2 separate regions of the Oryctolagus cuniculus genome follow, and region 1 is linked to region 2. The links are chromatin contacts, called in public Micro-C maps. All regions are on one chromosome and are shown on one strand. Each heading gives the region's core, a stretch centred on a gene start, on an enhancer-like site or on the middle of the called end of the contact. The rest is flanking DNA. Distances are from core to core; before and after follow the strand shown.

Region 1 (4,120 bases), core at 74-2,573, 190 kb after region 2:
CACACACCTCCCGCTCCTGCCTGGGAGGCGGTTACCTGGGGACCAGGCCGCTCTACATAACACGGAGAAAACAGAGAAATCCAGCCAGAGGCACCACAGCCCGGCCCTTAACTCAACCTCACAACAGCTAACAGCTCCTGGGCCCTGACTGCGCGCCAGGCTCAGATCCGATGGACACGACTACCCCCATTTCCCAGATGAGCAACCCGAGGCTCAAGCTGGCCACTGGCAGATCTGGGAGTCGCCCCGCAAGGTCCAGTCCCAGCTGCTGCACAATACCAGTGCTTCTCCCCTTTTTTTTTTTTTCGTGGTCCCACCGAGGGGCGCAGGGTCAGGCGAGGGGCTGTCAGCAACGCGCACTGACGGACGCTTTCTTACGAGGCTGAAGTTCTCGGCTTGCAAGTTTCAAACCCGCACAGGACCCTGCCCACCTGGCGGGGTTCGGGCTGCCACTCAGGCATCCAGCCCTGATGCGTCTCCTGGCCCGGAGATCCCGAGGGTTGCACAGAGCGCGGGGAACCCCGCCACCGCAGCCGCTGCGCGCACACACCCGGGGCGCAGCCTGGGCGGGAACCCCCGCGCCTCCCCGCCCAGCGCAGCGAGGCGAGGCGAGGCCCGGCCCGGCCCGGCGGGTGCACAGGTGCAAGGCTGCGCCCGAGCGCCCCGGCCCGCGACCCCCGCCCCGACGGACGAGAGGAGTGGGAGCGGCGGGCAGCGCGGGGAGGACCGGCGACGCGACGCCCGCACCCCGGGGGCGCGCGCGGCGTGGCCGCGAGGAGAAAGGATGCGCGGGGCGGCGCGGGGCGGGGCGGCGGTGGGGGAGGGGTCCCCGGCCCGGACTCCCACTCACCGCGGCGCTCTCCTGGCCCGGGCTCCGCGGCTCGCCCGGCTCGGCTCCGGCCGCTCGCGGCTCCTCCCGAGGCTCACCGTCCAGGCAGGGCGCGCGGGGCCGGGGAGAGGTCGGCGCGCGCCGAGGGCGTGTGGCGAGCAGAGCCGAGGGGGTGGGGAGGCAGGGCCGGTCGCGCTCGCCGCCGCCGCCGCCGGGGCCACCACAGACACAGCCGCCGCCGGCTCCTCTTAGCCACGGAAGCTGCGGGCCCTCCCACCACAGCCGCCTCCCGCCTCCCGCCCCGCCCCGCCGGAGGAGTGGCAGCGCAGCTGGCCAATCAGAGGCCCAGTCGGGGCAGGGCTCCGCGGCCCAGAGGGGCGTTCGGGGAAGGAAGGGGAACGAGGGAGGAGGGGACGGCGGCGCGACTTCCTGTGACTGACAGCGCGGCGCAGCCAATGGGCGGCGGGGAGATGACCTCATCGCGGAGGGAAGTCTGGAACTGGCGGAGCGGCTCTGAGGAGGTGGGAGGAGGTCGGACCTTAAAGAGGCCGCAGCCCCTGGCCACCCTGTCAGGGGAAGGGCGGCGGGCCGGGTCGGACAGCCGAGTTGCCGAGGGGTCAATGCCCTGCCGCGAGCCTCCAGACCCCATCCCGAGCCTCCCCTCAGGGGCTCACGCCCCGCCTGAGGCTCCCGAGTCGGGGTTTCACGGTCACGCTTCCCAGAAGACGATCGATTCCCTGAATTCCCGGGCCAGCCCCCGCCCCACCGAGGCCCCGGCGCCCCGGCCCTCGCAGTCGGTCTCCCCAGGTGGGAAGGGGGGCTCCTCCTGACACCTGCCGACCCCCTCCGCCCCGGGGAAAGCGCTCCGGGCTTGGGGAGGGGGCGGCGCGGAGTGAAGCCCCGAGCTTGCGGTCGATCGGGAGACCCCAGGAGCGGGCCAGGGAGGCCGGTGCGGCGGAGGTGTGAGGGGGCCCGAGACCCTGGTGCGGGACTTGCACAGGGAGCGGGAACGCGGGCTACAAGGCGGGCGAGGCCCCCGCTCGCTCCGCACCCTGCAGCCGCGGAGAAGGGCACGGAGCTCCGACCTACTGGGGAGGAAGGGGAGGGGGCGCTTCCCGGAGGCTTCCTGGGATGGGGTCCTCAGGCAGCTGGAGGAGGGGCGAGCAGGGTTTTCTAGGTTCCTGGAGGTCCGGTGCCAAGGCCCAGCGGCTGAGAAGTGGCGCTGAGAGTGAACTCTTAGGAGGACCCCCATCCTCCTCCTGCGGGCTCCTGGGCCTGCGTGCTGGTGTGGGTCTCAGATGGGGGGCAGGGGGGCGCCGCTGCCGTCTGCCAGTGCTGCAACAGCCAGGTGGCCGGGACATTCCGGATTGTTCATGTGTAAGTCATCGTCGGGGCCAGTACCACACGCTGGAGTTAGGATCCACGTGTCAGACACTTTTCCCCCAAGGCAAAAGCACCCTTCCACAAAAGCCCTGGCCAAAAAAAATGAGTTATTCCACAAATATTTACCCTGAGTAAGTCATGGTGCAGGTGATAGAGAGATAAGCTGCCGTGGCCGCCCTGGGGGTGAGCCCACCTCCCTGCAGGGAGGCGGAAGCCGGTGCCCTGGTGACTCCGGGGCAGGAGTGTCTACAGCAGGTGTCCCGAGGACAGTGGACCTGGGAGAAAGGACTGCTCCTGGAACTATTGGGGTGGGGCACTTTCCCCAAGGCCAGATCCCGTGCAGCCCCACAGAACCGTTGTGAGTTAGTCACCGGAGGAGGGCAGACACTGCCCGCTCACCTCCCACCTCCCAGCCGCAGGGCTCTTTCGCCACAACTTACATTGTTTCTATTTTGTAAATGACACAAACTTGAAAAAGTTCCTGGAAAAGATGAAATTATTTCGGGGCAAAAAATAATAATAATAATCGAAACTGGGGTGGGTTCCTCAGACTTGCAGTTAAGACGCTGGTTTGGATGCCCACGTCCCGTCTCGGAGCCCCTGGGCTCAATTCTGGTGCCACTCTTGGCTCCGACTTGCTGCTTACGCAGACCCTGGGAGACAGCAGAGAGGGCTTTAGCGGCTGGGCTCCTGTCACCCGTGAGGGAGACCTGGACGGCGGGCATTCCCAGCTGCCAGCTTCCGTCTCCGTCCAGCCCTGGCCTTTACAGGCAGCTGGGGAGTGAACCAGCAGATGGACGGGCTCACCCACTCCATACCTTGCCTTGGGCTCAGTCACCGCAGGGGAGCACGGAGCTGTAACTGTACCAGGAGCTCCCCGCTTGAGCCACGGGCAGCCTTTGGAACCCCAGTAGCTGTGCGTCACTGCCTGTGGGCCTTGGGGAAGATCCCCAAAGCTCCTCCCTTCCACTCGGAATTTGGGGCAGTTATGTTGCCCGGTCCCAAAGTGCAGTGACATCCAGAGCTTCCTGGTGACCCAGCTGCTGCAGGGCACCGGGACACCGGGGCATCTCTGCTCTGCCTGCCCTGTTACCAAGCCACACCTTGCAGGGACAACCGTAGCAACTGCGCCGGCCCTGACCTCACAACCACCCCCTTCTACCACAGATGGCTCCTAAGCCAAACGCCCTCCTCGTATGGCCGTAAGGAATGCCTAAGTGCAGACGGAGAACGTTAAGCCTAACCCAGGGAATACAGCTGGCATCCTGGCATTTTGTCCCTGTCCATCCAGTGGGGCAACTTCCTGGTCCCGTGGGTGTGGCCTCTCCAATGGTCTCCAACATTTCCAATGTTGTTGCCATTGCAGAAGGGCCAACCCAATGCCAGGAACCTTCCAGAAAACACTAACGTCTCCGCCTACCAATCTGTCAATCCAGGCTCCTGGAAAGGCACTTCCTGTCCTTTTCCCTCTTCCTGTCTCTTCCTGGCTGGAGCTCACCCTGCTCATTCCTGTTCAGTCTTCCATCAGGCTCATCCTTGGGCCTAGGACGTCTTCTCTTGCTTCTTCACGTATCAGATTCCAGCTCACGTCCCGCTGCCTCCAGGACACCTTCCACTGTTCATCTTGTCTGCCTCTGACAGCTCCGGGCACCGTGCAGAGCCTGGCCAGTGCTTGTTATGCTTTGTCACTGCGCGAGTCCCCGGGGACGTGTTGCTACGACCCCATCCTTCAGATGAGGAAGCTGAGGCTTTGAGAGGCCCATCAAGGATCCTGCCCCAAGATCACACAGCTACGAACTAGCAGAGCCAGGCCACAGGCTCCGAAATCAGAATGCTGGACGCAATGAGCCTTTGTTGGCCATCCACAAGGATCTAGAGAAGATTGGAAAGTAGAACAGACGGCCGGTG
Region 2 (4,666 bases), core at 969-3,468:
AGTCCCGGCCCGACCCTTCTACGTATCAATCACGACTTCCGAGGGGAAAACACAGCAAAGCCAGAAGAAAAGTCCTGGAGGCAAACGCTGCAGAGTCTCAGGAAGAACTGCAGAACTCTGGGGAGCCAAGGCCTGAGCTTCACTGCGGGGGTTTCCCCAGCACTGAACGCAGAAGCAAAAGTAAAGGGGGTGGGGGAGGAAGTGGGTTCTGGTGACTTCCCCATCTCCACCCGCGACGGCGGAGTATTCCAGGTCCCCAGGGAACTGAAACTGAGGGCACAGGAGTGCAAGTGAGGTGCTACAGCAGGGAACCGGGCTCGGCACCGGGCCCTGCTTCTGCTTTCTGCAGGTTCCAAGTGGACACTGGCTGTCCAGCGGCGGACGGGGGCCAGTGAGGCTCCCAGCCCCGGGCACGCCGGCCCTGCACTAGGGAGCTTTTCCAAGGCTGGCGGTCACGTCTTGACATCTACAAGAGACTATCTGGAATGAAGGGTGGGGAACCCCCAGTGGTCCCCAGAGCGAGATCAGGGAGACTCCCCAAGGTTCTAAGCAGAAACTCCGCTCTGGTCACGGGAGGGGGCGGTGGAGGCCGAACAGGAGAGGCAGACGCGTCTGTTCACACCCTGGAGTGCACGGGGGCTCCGTGGGAAGAAGGTGACTCACCCGGGCCCGCTCCAAGCTCCTTCTCTGCTCGTGAAACGCAGCTGGGCTTTTCAAGGCTGTGGAGAGAACAAGCGAAAAGTCACCTCACTGGGCAGCAGGCAGCAGCGAGCCTGGCGTCACAACCTGCAGTGGAGACGGCTTCGTAAGCTCAGGTTCTCCACAGTGGCTCGACCAGCCCCAGCGGGGGGCCGAGCGGCCCGAACCTCTGGGCGGGCATGGTGTTTAGGGGCTTCGCTGCACCAGCCGAGCCGCACTGGCCATGCCTGGCTGCCCACAGGGGTAGTCCCAGCTCCAGCTCTATGAAGGCACCCATGGGCTCACTTTGAGAGATATACTGGACTTGGCCGCGTGGGCCCGAGGACACCTGCCGGGCCTGTTAGTCTGGGGACCTGGAGACAGGAGGGGCAGAGCCGCGTGCTGGCCGGGTCCGCCTTGCTTCTTCAACCTCGCGGGCCCCTCGAGTGGCTGCAAGGGCTCAGTGGGACAGCTGAGTGCTGTTTCCTCGGGTGCTGGTTCCTTTTCCACTTCGGCTAGTGCTAGCAGTGCTGCTAAAATGAATCTGAATTGCATCTCTGAGGTCTAAAAGGAGCTTCGCAGCAATCGTGTGGCTGAGCCGGAGGAGGGCCACTGGCAACCAGCAGCGGACGTGGGCTCGGCGCTGTCCTGGGGCCACTGGCACACACGGCACAGCTCTCAATCCAGCCCTGGGGCGCTGGGCTCTCGGGACAAATGACAGCTCAGACGCCGGGAAGACGGGGAAAGGCCGGACTCACTTCACAGGGCGGTGGCAGTAGGGAGCAGTTTACAGGACTGCGGTCAGTTTCACTTCTGTCCCCTCCAGTTTCGGAGCAGCTGTGAAACTGCCCCTGCTTGGGGAGATAAGTGCTAGGCGGCGGCTGTGGTGGGAGAGCAGGCTGAGGCGTCGCTAAAAGTAGCAGGAACATAGATAGGAGCCCATCCTGCCTGACTTCAGCATCCGCGCTCCCAGGAGCAGGCTTCGCACATCACAGCAGCACTTCTTTAAGACCAAAATCTCAGGATATAAAACAAAGTAATGGCTGCACGGGGCCGGCGCTGTGGCGTAGCGGGTAAAGCCACCTCCTGTAGTGCCGGCATCCCATGTGGGTGCCGGTTCGAGTCCCGGCTGCTCCACTTCCGATCCAGCTCTCTGCTGTGGCCTGAGAAAGCAGTCCGTGGGCCCCTGCACCCACATGGGAGACCCAGAGGAAGCTCCTGACTTTTGGCTTCAGATCGGCACAGCTCTGGCCATCGTGGCCAAGTGGGGAGTGAACCAGCGGTTGGAAGACTTCTCTCTCTTTGTAACTCTTTCAACTAAATAAATAAACCTTTTAAAAAATTAAAATAAAGTGCTGCTTAGATCCTTCTCATCTTTCAACAGCAGGGGGAGCTCTAGATTTAACAAATAAACTCGGAGAGACCCCAGCACCGGGCCCCTCCCCTGCCCCTGCAGCACTCATTCCAGGCCACAGGGAGGTCCTGGACATTCTGGAAGGGTCCGCAGCCATCCCGGGCCTGCTCCTACTGCGTAAAGCTGGCTCAGCTCCAAACGCTGTCCGCCCAGGCCTGCTGCAGTGGGCGTGACAGGGTGGCCACAGTGACGGAGGCCTGGAGAAAGCGCCCCGCGCGGGCCCCGCCCCACCCTCCTGGCCTGCCCGGGTTGGTCTCACAGGCTATTGTTCCTGCATGGCCTGGGTCCCTGCCACACTACACAACCCGCAGAGCCTGGCAGGGTCCTGTCTGTCTTGCTCCTCACAGGGCCTGACACACAGCACGCCCCCACAAGGACTCTCAGTGAATAATGACTACTCTGTAAGAAGTGACACGAAGCGACAAACGAGAGGATTCCCAACTCCACACTTGACTCCAGCCAGGAATCTGGCTCTCGTCTGGGTTCAGCCTTCATCAAGTCCTGAGTGGACGGCCAGGGGCTGGCATTCCAGCACTGGGCTCCCCCAGTTACCGCTGGCCCGGCACGGGGTGTGACCACTTCCTGGGTGTCATCTTCCCCTGCACCTCAGAATCTCGCGAGACCCAAACAGGAGGCAGTGTGCTGAAGCCAGGGCACTCACCGCATGGAGGAGGTGCTACAGTCAGAGCCCATAGCTGGGCTGACTCACTGCTGCGCTGCCCCCGCAGGCCAGCCACCTCCTGCCCCAGTCCCGCACCGTCTGAAACCCCGACTGCTGCTCTAGCAGCCTACTCCGGCCATCCCAAGCGTGATCACAAGCGCTAAGGTACAAATCCCTCGACTGGAGGGGAACACGTAAGCCCAGACCTTGGTGGGAGCGCAGTGCACCGTCCTCGTGTTCCCGGCCTGGTGTACCCCATTATCGCAGTGAGTGACAGTCCAACAGCTGCTGTATACAGGAACCCACTTGACCCCACTGAGCTAAGAAAATGTTCCTGTGGCAGCAAGAGGTGACAGGCACTGTCCCAGGCACACTCAACATGCCGGCTGCTACCGCACCCCCAGTGCCTCCTCGCTGGCCTGGGGCGGCTACGACGTGCGGTGAACAGCAGGCTGCAGGTCGCCCTCAGTTCAGAGTGCGGTCCACTCCTCTGGGTGGCTTCTCCTTCAAGAAATAGAGCAGACAATGGGAGGAGGGGGTGCGAGGGGCTTCAACCACACGCACAGGCCAGAGGTAGGAGGCGTCCCGGCACTGTGGAGGCTGGTCGGCTTGGCTGCGGGACTGAGCGCACAGAGGCGTGAGGAAGGCTCATAGGAGGGTCCAGGGACCCGTCAGAGGGACCCTAGGGCTTCAGGCATCAAGAGCCACAGCTGGGAGCTCCCCATGCAGGCAGCAGCTGCCTTTGGTGCTGACCCCGTCCCAGGAGGCAGGCTGGGATGGTGAGAAGGCCGGAGGAATGTGCCGGCAGCTCAGGGCCTGCTCAAGAGAACCAGAAGGAAGACCCAGAGAAAAATTCAGTGCAGCAATGACCAGTTCCTGGGTCTCGCTCACTGATAACAACGCCATCACCTCACTGAATCACCTTCTCGGCCCAGGGAGTGACACGTGCTGAGTCTGACAGTGGGGAGATGCAGGCAGCCGGCAGGTCACCTGCTGCGAGGAGGCCCCAGCCCAGGCCTAGCACTGGGGGCCCCTCGGTTCCCAAGTAACCCCGCTCCGTCTGCTTCTCTTTCCCCATTTCTTTCTTTCTTTCTTTCTTTCTTTCTTTCTTTCTTTCTTTCTTTCTTTCTTTCTTTCTTTCTCTCTCTCTCTCTCTCTCTCTCTCTCTCTCTCTCTCTCTCTCCCTCCCTCCCTCCCTCATTCCCTCTCTCTCTCTCTTTCTTTCTTTCTTTCTTTTTTTATAGGCAGAGTGGACAGTGATAGAGAGAGAGACAGAGAGAAAGGTCTTCCTTTGCCGTTGGTTCACCCTCCAATGGCCGCTGCGGCCGGCGCACCGTGCTGATCCGATGGCAGGAGCCAGGTGCTTCTCCTGGTCTCCCATGGGGTGCAGGGCCCAAGCACTTGGGTGATCCTCCACTGCACTCCCTGGCCACAGCAGAGAGCTGGACTGGAAGAGGAGCAACCGGGACAGAATCTGGCACTCCAACCGGGACTAGAACCTGGTGTGCCAGCGCCGCTAGGCGGAGGATTAGCCTATTGAGCCGCGGTGCCGGCCCTCTTTCCCCATTTCCAACCTGCTCTCTGACGGGTTCACAGTTTCAGGAGCCACTTCTGCGAGCAGGAGGGGAAGTGACGGAACGCCCAGCGCTCCTCTAGGGAGAAGCTGGAGCTGGAGTGAGCTTGGTCCACCAGGGTCAGACGCCGGGAGGGCCGCTCCGTGAGCGCCCAGCCAGCTTTGACAGGTGTCACCCGGTGCAGGGTGGCCCAGTGAGGATGTGAGAGAGCCAGGTAGGCCCAGGCTTCCCTAATGTGGAGAGGCAAAGTCACCTCAAGTTTCAAACCAGAAAATAGCTTGAAAACTTCTACTTACTTGTATTTGAAAGGCAGAGTCACACACACACACACACACACAC

The links. A called contact is a pair of places that touch in the nucleus more often than the background predicts.
Region 1: a contact with region 2 is called in a Micro-C map of ear pinna, with 4 times the contacts expected there. The contact joins the promoter of MRTFA here to the enhancer-like site in region 2. A contact is called at or near these places in 3 of 6 Hi-C or Micro-C datasets (ear pinna, psoas muscle and an unstated tissue).

The regions. Positions count from the first base shown.
Region 1 is chr11:116,749,570-116,753,689 of mOryCun1.1, forward strand. It overlaps MRTFA (myocardin related transcription factor A), which reads right to left and starts at 1,324. Exons shown (of 14, transcript XM_051834083.2): 1 at 851-1,324. The coding sequence starts at 1,309.
Region 2 is chr11:116,558,368-116,563,033 of mOryCun1.1, forward strand. It overlaps MRTFA (myocardin related transcription factor A), which reads right to left. Exons shown (of 14, transcript XM_051834083.2): 4 at 664-719. Among named protein-coding and RNA genes, the nearest start is that of SGSM3, 52 kb to the left of the region's middle. Within about 2 kb of position 2,219, at least 4 of the 8 cell types and tissues checked have an H3K27ac peak or open chromatin away from gene starts, as enhancers often do. A contact at or near this core is called in ear pinna, where this site is marked.